3 separate regions of the Mus musculus genome follow, and all the other regions are linked to region 2. Evidence: chromatin contacts called from public Micro-C and promoter capture Hi-C data. All regions are on one chromosome and are shown on one strand. Each heading gives the region's core, a stretch centred on a gene start, on an enhancer-like site or on the middle of the called end of the contact. The rest is flanking DNA. Distances are from core to core; before and after follow the strand shown. Region 1 holds the start of Cnot6l (CCR4-NOT transcription complex, subunit 6-like). Region 2 holds the start of Hnrnpdl (heterogeneous nuclear ribonucleoprotein D-like). Region 3 holds the start of Bmp2k (BMP2 inducible kinase).

Region 1 (3,669 bases), core at 883-3,382, 3.9 Mb after region 2:
TCCCGTGCTGGGAAAGAACACAACACAACTGGCATGTATGTGTGCTTACTGTGCAGGACCTAGAAAGCTACCTACAGGCATTTGGAGACATGTGAGACATGTAAGTATCACACTTATCTGACTTAAATTCTGAAGTCTTTATTTTCCCCCTTTGCAACATTTGCTAGTCTTTCTATTTTGGGAGTATGTGTCAAGAAATTTACTTAGTCAGGTGCTATACAGGCAGGTTCACTATTCTGGCCTCCTGGGGTAACTTGTTGGCTTTGTTGTTTGGCTTTGTTGTTTACAAAGCCAAAGATTACTAATTACTATTAGTATCTTGTCAGGTTGGACTAAACCAGTTGGGATTGAATAGACTTCTTGCATGATTAAGGCCATCTTAACACCTCTTACATAAAGTGTTGCTGTTGGTGTGTGTGTGTGTGTGTGTATGGGGGTGGGGAGGAGGGGGGGGGGAGAAGTTGCTAGTAGGAAATAGAAACTGAACCAGGATGGAAAAAAGGTAGCTGGTAGGTTTTTTTTTTTTTTTTTTTTTTTTTTTTGACCCAGAGGGGCTTTTTCACTCATTCACACTTCCTGGTAACAAGAAGAAAATGCAGTTCAGTTCTCCATAAATAATTTGCATTTATAATTGCACCCCCTTCTTCTCTCAAAAGATAAAGGCTTTAAACATTCAATAACAAGGCCTGAGAAAAAGGCAACCAACACGGTGCCTTAAGAGTGCTGAAAACAACATATATTTGAGAATAAAACATATTGAATCGACTCTGGACCGGCGTCGGTAAATACCCAGCACAGAGCCATGCGCCGGGAGAGACGGAAAAGTGCAAAATCCAAGGCAGCACTCTGCCTTGCAGAGCACATGCAATTTGCTTCTAGCTTTGTTGGAAGAAGCTTCAGGTGGCACAAGTAAAATCCTCCGGACTTAAAATAGCAAGCTCCATTCACACGGTAACCAATAATATTTCCAGTTTACACTTAAATGTTTTCACTCCGTAACCGCCGCAAACTGCCAAATACAATTTTATCGCGAGAGAGGATTAAAAATAGGACGGGGTTATCGCAGAGCGTCATAGGCTTTTAAACCCACCTCCCGCCATGCAATTTACACATGCTGTTTTTAAAAAGAAGAAGAAGAAGTCAAGAAACCCACTGAGGACGTCAGAAAACATTTCCTTGGGTCGTTCCACCTCACCTGAGGTCTCCTTAATTAACCACCCAGAATGCCCTGAGCTCTGCTGTGGGCCTGCGTGGGCCAGCGTCAGGAAACAGTGCAAGCACCCGCGTGTCCCTTCCCCATCCCCAGCATCAGCACCTAGGTTCTGCTAATCGTACGAGTCTTCTCGGCTTCTACCCTCCACTCAATCTAATAAAGCAGTTTTTTTTTTTTTCCCAAAACACCAGCGAGGGCGACGGTAAGAAGCGAGCCAGGCGCTTGGCCGTCCCGCGCGCACGCGCAACTCCCGAAGCGCGGCGCGCCGGGGCCCCGCCCCCTTCCCCTCACCCCACCCCTCGGCGCCGGGGAGTGACTGACTCCCGCCAGCCCCTCCACGTCAATCAACTCTCCTCCTCCTCCTCCTCGCACTCTCTGCACCTTGTTATTAATCTCTAAAGCGATAGCGCCTGGACTTCTCTCCCCGGCCCTCGGGGTTGTGAGCGTGTGTGAATTAGAGCGAAGGCATCGAAAGCTCGCGTCTCTCTCTCTCTCTTCTCCCTCTCTTTTTCTCTCTCCTCGGCCCCGGCCTCGGCAGCGACCCGGCTCGGCATCGACCCCCGCGGCGGCGGCAGCCTCAGCGCCAGGAGGCCAAGGCCAAGGGCGGGCTCCGCGAGGCTTTCGCAGCGGCGTCTCCGGCGACCGCGGGCCCTCTCCTACGCGCCCCGGTCGCCCCGGTCCTGCGCGGCGCGGCCCGCGTCCCCCCTCCCCGCCCCCCGATCCGTCTGCTCTGCGCTCCCTTCGGCCGCCCTCCGCCGCCTCGGTGGTTCCTCAGGCGGCCCGGCCCGGCCCGCCCGCCCCGCGTCCCCTCCGGCCGGTGCCTCTCCCCCCGGCGGGCTGCCTGCATGTCTTTACTGCCCTCAGCCCCGCCGCCACCGCCGCCGCCGCCTCCCCCGCCGCCGCAGCCCCAGCAGCAGCCGCCCCGCCGCCGCCGCCGTCGCCGCCGTCCGGACCCTGGCGCGCTGAATGCAGGTGAGGAGGGGGCGCGGGCCTCGACTCCCGGCCCTGCGCGCTCGCCTTCCGGGGCCCGGCCTCCCGCCGCCGCCGCGGCCCCTCGGGGTGAGCGGGCGGGCGTGGGTGTTTGTGTTTGCGTCTGAGGTCTGGAGGGGAGCATCTGTGGGGCCCTGGTGCGCGCGCGCGTGTTTGTGTGTGTGTGTTTCCCCAGCCGCGGGGAAATGGCTGCTGGTGCTCGTTCAGGGCCCGCGGAGGAGAATGAGGTAGAGTGTTTCCGTGCCTCGGAGTCGGACCGGGAGTGGAGCGAGGGGGAGCGCGTCTCCCCGGGGAAGTGAGGTGGGCGAGGGACGAACGTGTGTGGGTGTGTGAGTTGGGACTTTGGCGGGCGGGAGGCGGCCCCGCGGCGAGTGGGTGTGCGTGTGTGTCGCGTGTGTGTGTGTCTGCGTGTGTGTGTGTCGGGCGGCGGGAGCCGGCCCGCGTCGCCTCAGGGGGCGCGGGTTCCAGGCCGTGTGCGTGTGGGGAGGGGGACGGAGTCGGGGACCCCAGAGCGTCGAGGTCCTTCCGCTTCGAGGCCGGGGCTCAGAGCCTCACAGGTGAGAACGGCTCGGCGGGAACCCACGCCGTGGACGCGGGAGGCAGTGCGGCCCCCACGGCGGCGGGCGGCGGGCAGCGGGGGCTCGGGCCGCGGTTCCCGAGGCCGGGGCCGCGGCAGGAAGCGCGCCGGCCTGCAGCGCGGCCTAACCGTCTTCGCGCCCGGTGGCCTCCCCAGACGCTCCTGGGACTCCGTCCTCGCGCGGGCCCCGGGCGCTGCCCCGGGCCTGGCCAGGTGAGGGTCGGGGGCGGGACACGCGGATCGTGGTCGCCTGTGCCGCCTCCGCGTCTCCCAAGGGGAGAGGAAGGCATATTTTGGCGTTCTAACTGCAGGCCTTCCCAGGCTGGCGTGGGGAACCCGAGGGAAAGTGAATCAAAACAGGAAATCTCGGAATTCGTGGGGTTCGGATCTCCTCTTTCCGTCCGTCCTTTAAGGCTGTGCGAGCAGAGGCTTGAGTAAATACGTTCTTTGTTGTTGCAGTTGTTGCAGCGGATACTTTATCGTTGGTTAGATTTTTCACTTCCCTGGAAATCACTCTGGAAAGGCAGAGAGGAAGAAAGGGAAACTGGCCTTGTTGGCCTGTGGTGTTGGTGGGATTGGATCAATTTTGTGAATTTGAAATGGCTTATATCCTGCCTCCTAGAGGGAAAGGCGTGGACACAGAACTGAGGAGGTCAGTGAGGAAGAGGAAGTTCCCGGAGCTGTCATCTTAACCCTACCGGCGGCTTATTTAGCTTAGACTGTTTAGGCGGATTGTGTTCAGGAGTTTAGCTGAGCTGTTTGTACACAGTGAAGGCACGCTACAGCAGTTTTAGATGCTATCTTACTGATTCTCGTTATCTTAATTCTCCATGGAGATAGTCATGTGCAACCAAACGTGTTTTTCCTTAAGTCTCCCAAACCTAGATCA
Region 2 (3,443 bases), core at 737-3,236:
TTGCCGGATTTGTGGCACATGGGAGTTCGAGGCCAGCCTGAATTATAGAGGTTATTTAAGAGCCTGTCTTAAATAAAATAGCTGTTATATTTGGAGACCTAAAGTTGTGTACAAACATTATGACCTACATCTAGAAAAATCAGACAATTGTAACAAGTAAACAATCAAAATAGACCTTAAAGCAGGCTGCAGTTTACTGGACGATGGGTTTTCCAACTCCCCCCCCTCCATACTACCCTCAACTATTCTATCATAAATATCAGTGCATAAATTGACTACATGGAAGAAAGTCAAGTCCTAAGCCTGTGAAACTGTGTTAACCCGACAGATACTCAAAAGCTTCAAGATACCATGGCTTTCTAAGAAAAATGAATGGAATTTTAGGTGTGTTCTTATAGTCTCAAAACCAGCGCAAGTGAGATGGTGCGAAAATCAATTGCTATTGCCCAAGATACCAGAGCCACTAGAAATCCTTTCACTTTAGTCTTTGCATTGGGAAGGCCTAAACCTCAAGGACCACTAAGTCAAGGCCACCACCTCTGCGGGCCGCAACCTTCAGCACATGGGGGACGCTCATCCACCGGGCGACACACCTACCTGCCAGGCCGTGGGAGCTCCAATCACCCCAACTCCTCCCAGCTGACCTGCCCCTCCCCAAGCCGTTGCTGAGACCATCTCCACTTCTTCCTATCCTTCTCCACCTAACCGAAAGCAAGGACAGGGGAGAAGATGGTGGCGCGAGGAAAAGCACCCCCGCAAACCGCCGCAGCTTCTCTTCCCCATTCCAGAGACATAAAGCCACACCGCCTCTCCTGAGCCTCCCAGGCAAAATCTCCAACACTTAAAATTTCCCTTTCAGATGCTTTTAGGCACAAGTAACTTCCCCGCTCCCTTCCGCCCCTCACCTTCACGAAAGCAATCGGGGTTGTGGTACCTTCGATATCTAACAGGATTACGGTGACTTCGGCGGGCACGGAAACCACGACCATTTCCCTGCCGGATGCTACCACGGGCTCGGCCTTGGTTAAGGAGGGCAACACCGCCTGCGCGTCTTGAGCTCCCGAGGGCCCAGCAACAACCGAGGCGCTGGCGACAGCGAACGACCAGGGGCTCAGAGACAGAGCTGGGACCCGCAGTTGCAGAGGAAGCCGCCTAGGGTACTACACCCGACGAGCAGGCGAGCCGCGCAGGCCCGGACCACGTGGGCAGCCGGAGGGGCGGGGCTCCGGGATTCAAAGGGGGGGGGTGGAGGAAACAAGGAGCGCGTGCCTATTGGCCGCCGGCGAGCCGCGAACCCGTCGGTCAAAATAGGCCTCGCGTGGGCGGGAACAAAGAAGCGAGCACCCAAGCCTGGAGCCTGGAGCCCGAGCGCGGGCACCAGCCCTCCGCAGCCTGCTGGAGCCTGCGCGGGAGGCCCGGGGCTCGTGCAGACGGGAGTCCCTTGAGTGGCGCGCCCGGGACGTGAGTGCCCCTTGTCTTCCCCGGCACCTGACCCCTTCCCCGCCCACCGCGTGCACCTTGGCACAGCTTCAGTCATCCGAGCAGGCCCCGCCCTCCGCCGCGGCCTCAGCCAGCCTCGGAGAACGAACGCACGGAACCCGGGCTGCAGAGAGAGATCCTGCAGCCACGGCCCCTGAGCCGACACCGCCCCGAGGCGACGGCGGAAAAGCCGTCCCCGCCAGGACGGAGGCGGTCATCGCGCACAGGCTTTCTGCTCGGCTGGTTGCAGCCGGCGCGAGGACAAAACACGCGTGCGCCGGGAGGGCGGGCGAGCGAGCGGGCGGACGGGCGCGCTGCAGCTTCAGCAAGCGGCGCGGGGTGCACGCCGCCCTTTTGCCGGAGTGGCCGCCGCTGCAGCAGCAGCAGCAGCTCTGCACTAGGGGACTGAGGGCGCAGCAAGGGACTGAGCCGAACTGGACGCGCGACGCCAACGGCTCTCAAGGCAAGAGGGACTGTGGCCCTGCCACGGCGCCGCTCGCGATTCCCGGTCCCGCACGGCTGACTCTCCCCGCGGCGCGACCTCGCTCCTCATCCGGAGCGCGGCGATGGAGGTCCCGCCCCGGCTCTCCCATGTGCCGCCGCCATTGTTCCCCTCCGCTCCCGCTACTTTAGCCTCCCGCGGCCTCTCCCATTGGCGGCCACGGGCTCCCCGGCAGCTCGCCCCGCTCCTCCCTTCGCTCGCTTCCAGCGCCTCCCGCCAGGGGGCGCGCCGGAGCCCGCGCCACGTCACCGCCCAGCAGCCCTCCCGATTGGCGGGCGGGGCGGCTATAAAGGGAGGGCGCAGGCGGCGGCCGGATCTCTTCCGCCGCCATTTTAAATCTAGCTCCATACAACGCTCCGCCGCCGCTGCCGCCGGGACCCGGACTGCGCGCCAGCACCCCCTCGCCGACGGCTCCGCCACCATGGAGGACATGAATGAGTACAGCAACATAGAGGAGTTCGCAGAGGGATCCAAGATCAACGCGAGCAAGAACCAGCAGGATGACGGGTACCGCACGCTCCGCTCCTCCCCTCCCCCAGAGCCCCGCGCGCGCCCTTCGTCCCTCCGGAGCCGCGCGCGCTGCCCCCAGTCTTTCCCCGAGTCGATTCTCCGCGTGCCCGCTGGACCCCAGTAGCCTTCCCCACTAGTGGAAAGTAAGATGGGGTGACTCGAGAGGCCCGCCGCGGGTGGGGGAAGGGAGGAGGGGTTGGGGAAGGAGAGAGGCGCCGTCGGTGTCCCGAGTGCGCAGGCGCCGCGTGGGGCCCGGGAGGGGGGAGGGGCCGGGTTCTGTGCGCCACTTGCTGCAGCTGCTGCTGCCGCTGCCGCCTCTTCATTGTGTGTGTTGGCCGCTCGCGAATTTTCCTGGGTTAGGTTTGGGAAACTTTTGGTTGGGGCACCAGTAGACGACTGGCACTAAAAGTTTCCTAGGTAGCAAAGTTGGCTTTAAGGCTGTGGGCAAGAGTCTACGTAAGTTGCGGGGGAATCGGTGTAAAAGTTGTGCTCTGCAATCCAAAGCAAGCAGGGCAGGACATCTACCAGATTCTAATGGCTTTTTTTTTTTTTCTAAGTTTTGAGTTCGCGTGGTACAAAGCAACGTGCCAGCTGGCTTGAACAAGTGGTTAAGATTTTTGTGGTCTAATGTTAGTGTTTGTAGTCAAAACAGATTGCGTCTGGAGAGTAAGTTGCCCTGTATTTAATCACTAAGTTACTGTTAAGCTTATTTTTCTTAAATAACTTTATTTCTAGTAAAATGTTTATTGGAGGCTTGAGCTGGGATACAAGCAAGAAAGATCTGACTGAATATTTGTCTCGATTTGGGGAAGTGGTAGACTGCACAATTAAAACAGACCCAGTCACGGGAAGATCAAGAGGATTTGGATTTGTGCTTTTCAAAGATGCTGCTAGTGTGGATAAGGTAGGGCTGTGTTTTGCATTGAGTCTACTGCGTTGCTTGCAAGTTGCT
Region 3 (3,726 bases), core at 459-2,958, 3.0 Mb after region 2:
AACAACTGACAGTATACTCGTGAGTTGACAGCCACCGATGCTAACACCTACCCAACTTAGTTCACACTTGAAATTCCTCTTGAATCAATAGCTAGCAAAGTTTGCAATAGAACAAACCTATCAAAACCACTCAGAAACCCTTCTCAAAATCTGGCAATCTCGTCCCTCCACTTCACCAATGTTCAGAAGGGGGGGGCGGTGCTGTTAATGTGAACAATGGCCTACAAAATCAAGACACACACTCCTGATAATGTAAGTCTGCTTTTCCTTTATTTTATAGACAGAAGCCCTCAGCTCTTTCTTGTGCTGGTTCCTTTTGTTCATGGAATTTCAAAACTACAAATGGGAGCTGCCTTGTTTTTCAAACACAGAATATCAAGACGGCTCCCTACAGTCTCTGGTTTTCTTATTCTTATTTTTAAGTCACTCACATACATACAAGAGATTATTTCTCAGGGACTTTTTCAACATATTTCTTAATATTCCACATTCAAAACTTCAGAGGTCAAGGCATGCAATAAGAAATCAGAAAGTATTTTCTACAAACCAATTACACCAGAGATACAAAACTAAAGTCAAGAAATATTTTTAACACGGAGTAAACTTTGTTTTCCCTAGCTATGCTTTTACACGCTGTCATAACCTCCTTCAGACAATAAAAGAGCCACCAAAACCTCACATGGAAAAGTTAAACTGTTCCACTTTGCCTGTTAAAGTACTAACAAAATGACACAGAGAGGACAAAAAACGGGACCTTGTGTGAAGATTCTAAACAACGAAGATAAACGTGCTTCAAGTTTACTCCCACACGCCACCCCTAAGCAGCCACTGAACTTGGAAGACCGTGCCAACACACACACACATACACAGAGAGAGAGAGAGAGAGAGACATATTATCTGTATACATATAGCCATATACAGTGGTTTGGGAGTCCTGTTTTGTTTTGGTTTTTAGCAGAAACAAACCCCAGCGGAGTCCACCGCCCTGGAAGTCCGGGAGGCTCGGACCCGAAAGCAACGCAGGACACCGGCCAGACAGTGTCCCAGCACTGCTCCATCTGACCCCCTAATGAGTCACGGGTCCAATCATGACACCACATCACTTACTGGGACGTCTTCTATTTCTTTCCTCGCGCCAGGAAGAACAGAGAAAGATTTCAAACTCCTAAGCAGGCAATCGTGCCCGCACCGGAGCTGCCAGCGGCTTCACACCGGAGCCACTGTCCAGCCGCCGCCGGGCCGGCCCCGCAGCCGCCGCCACACCCCGGCCTCCCTCACCTGCCTCCCGCCGCGCCCGTACCTTCGGCCAGCGACTCCTCCAGGGTGACCTGGTAGCGGCCGACGGCGAACACCCGGACCCCCATGGACGAGCTTGCGAAGCCGCCGCCGAGCCCGCCGCCCGCGGCCCCGCCAGCCGCCGCCCCGCCGCCGCTGCCCTCCGACTTGGGCATCCGAGAGAACTTCTTCATGGTCCCGCCGGCGCGCTGGAGGGCACCAGGAGGGCACTAGGGCGCGCGAGGGCGAGAGCCCAGACCCGCGCGTCGCACAGCGGAGCGCCGGGCGCGGCCGACCGTCTTCGAGGGGTCGCCGCCCTTCGCGCGCGCGAGCGTCGGTGCGCAGCGGCTCGCCGCGCCTCACATTCCGCGCGTCCCGAGCGCGCAGCCCTGGCCGCCCGCTGCAGCTGCCCGGCGCCCGCAGAGCCAGCGGGGAGGGCGGGGCCGGGGCGGGGCCGGGGCGGAGCCTGGCGCGCGGGGCGCGAGCTGCCCGGGAAGAGGGAGGGGCCGGCCGAGGGGGGCGTGGCGCTAGGCCCGGCGGCCTGCGTGCCCTGGAGACCGCAGCTCGGCCCGGCCCGGCTCACACCGATGCCGCCCGCCCCTTGCGGCTGTTGGGGGGCGCGGCGCCGGTGCCAACCGCTTGCAGAGCCGGGCGCCGAGCCCCGCGCGCAAGCGCGCTGTCCCCGCCGCCGGAAGTGACGGTTCCGGCCCGTGTCACGTGGAGGAGGAACGGGCACATCGACGTGGGGGCTGGGGCTAGGGGTGAAGTCCGGGGTCCGGGTTATCAAGGAGGTGGAACCCACGCGGATCGGTGGGGCTACTCGGGTTGGAATTGTGTGTGCCGCTCTGGAGTCCTTAAATGCCGCCAGCAGCGTGACCCACTCTCGGAAGCTGCCGGCTTCGAGTCTCAGCCAGTTTTCCAGACTCTATCCCGAGAGGATCGGTTTTCCAGGGCTCCCCGGAGCGTGGGCGGAGGAGCAGCGCGAAGCTCGCAGGTTCCCACGGGGCGACTTGCGAAGCCCAGGTGTCCTCGCACTGTACCGGATGTTTGCTCTCAGAAGCGTTCTGCGGTTTAAGAATTACTTGGGAGAGCTTTAAAAGCTCTGTGTGTACAATGTCGGAGCCGTGCGATTGTGTTCAGAAAAAGATATTAAGATTTTTAAATATCATTAATCGCCATTGGCTGGAGAAGACGTAACCCTGTCGCCCAAGGTCACACAGCTGGCTTGTGGCCTGGAGCATCAAAAGTCTTAGTTACTCGCTTTCAGCCATTCTGAAAAAGTAGGTTAGGGTCAGATCCTTAGTCCAGGCCGGCAGACTTAGGACTGTTTGGAAACAGAGGCAGCACCAATCTCTGACCCCACCCGAACAAAAGATTCGCCCGTTGGAAAAAGAACTCCCGATTGCCTCACTTTTCATAAACTGCAAGAGTCTCATGCCAGTGGGAAGGGCACAGGAATTCGGGCAGAGGGCATGTGGGAGTGGAAAGGATGGCAAAATGGAGAAAATGTGCAAAGAGAAGGATTTTCGCTCCAGCCCACTTCCTGGACATGGAGTCACATACAGCCTGAGCTGGCCTGGACCTCATTAGCTACCAGAGATAGCCTTAAACTTGTGATCTTCCTGTCTCTGCCATTGTGCCCCCTAGTACTGGGATTATGAGCAAGCCTCGCCATCAGGCCTAGCTTGGCCTCTATAGAAAATAGGTTCGGTAGCCCGAGGCTAATTCTAGCTGAAGCAAGAGAACCACGAATCGGAGGCCAGCCTGGAATGCATGCCAAGATCTTTTAATTTAAAATAATAATAACGGTGCTTGAAGTTCCCAATTTCTTAAGCTAAAAAATGTAAATTTTTCTCTCTACCCATAGTGTAATATTTCTCCAATTTTCTCAAATATCAGCCTAATGATGTTTTCTCCGCCGCTGTTTTCTTTGTCTTTTTAATGAGGTACGGGCAGAGACATTAGGAAATATGCTTATTCAAAAGACAGCTTATAACCCTCTGTTCACTCTTCTCTCTGCTGTTTGAAGAGAAGCTGTTTGTCCGACACACACAGGGCTCCAGATTCAGGCATTTCTGCCACATAACCCACTAAACTGACATTCTTCATCCAAAGGCCTGACATTTAAAGTACATTCCAGCTCAGTGGAAGTCGGATTACATGTCAGATGATTGATGTGTTGTGGCACTTGGGAGTTTCCATTTAGAAATGAGCTGGCCATCTTCCTTACTGTGAGGAGTCTTAGGAGTCGCCTTTCTCCAACAGTTAGTTGTGGTTTTTTTCAAGCAGAATAGTGGAGAAATCTAGTCATTTTGTGCGATTCAAAACTGGATTGGCTTAACAAGCAGTTTGGGCCTCACACAACTTAACCTCATCAGAACACGAGAATAAAAAACCCATAACCATAAGGCCACCATTGCTTTGGTAAAGAAAAGCACTTCCTTGAACCCA

What was found. Promoter capture Hi-C pulls out the DNA fragments that hold promoters and counts their contacts. Hi-C and Micro-C count contacts between places; a contact is called where the count stands out from the background.
Region 1: a contact with region 2 is called in a promoter capture Hi-C map of pre-B cells. The contact joins the promoter of Cnot6l here to the promoter of Hnrnpdl in region 2.
Region 3: a contact with region 2 is called in a Micro-C map of embryonic stem cells, with 5 times the contacts expected there. The contact joins the promoter of Bmp2k here to the promoter of Hnrnpdl in region 2. A contact is called at or near these places in 2 of 484 Hi-C or Micro-C datasets (embryonic stem cells and pre-B cells).

The regions. Positions count from the first base shown.
Region 1 is chr5:96,160,453-96,164,121 of GRCm38.p6, reverse strand. Cnot6l (CCR4-NOT transcription complex, subunit 6-like) reads left to right here and starts at 2,132. Exons shown (of 12, transcript NM_144910.2): 1 at 2,132-2,185. It overlaps Gm52799, which reads right to left and starts at 2,327. Exons shown (of 2, transcript XM_030254979.1): 1 at 2,231-2,327; 2 at 176-1,983. The coding sequence starts at 2,327. The coding sequence ends at 1,367.
Region 2 is chr5:100,037,765-100,041,207 of GRCm38.p6, reverse strand. Hnrnpdl (heterogeneous nuclear ribonucleoprotein D-like) reads left to right here and starts at 1,986. Exons shown (of 8, transcript NM_016690.4): 1 at 1,986-2,488; 2 at 3,227-3,395. The coding sequence starts at 2,046. It overlaps Enoph1 (enolase-phosphatase 1), which reads right to left and starts at 1,214. Exons shown (of 6, transcript NM_026421.3): 1 at 906-1,214. The coding sequence starts at 989.
Region 3 is chr5:96,995,671-96,999,396 of GRCm38.p6, reverse strand. Bmp2k (BMP2 inducible kinase) reads right to left here and starts at 1,708. Exons shown (of 16, transcript NM_080708.1): 1 at 1,301-1,708. The coding sequence starts at 1,469.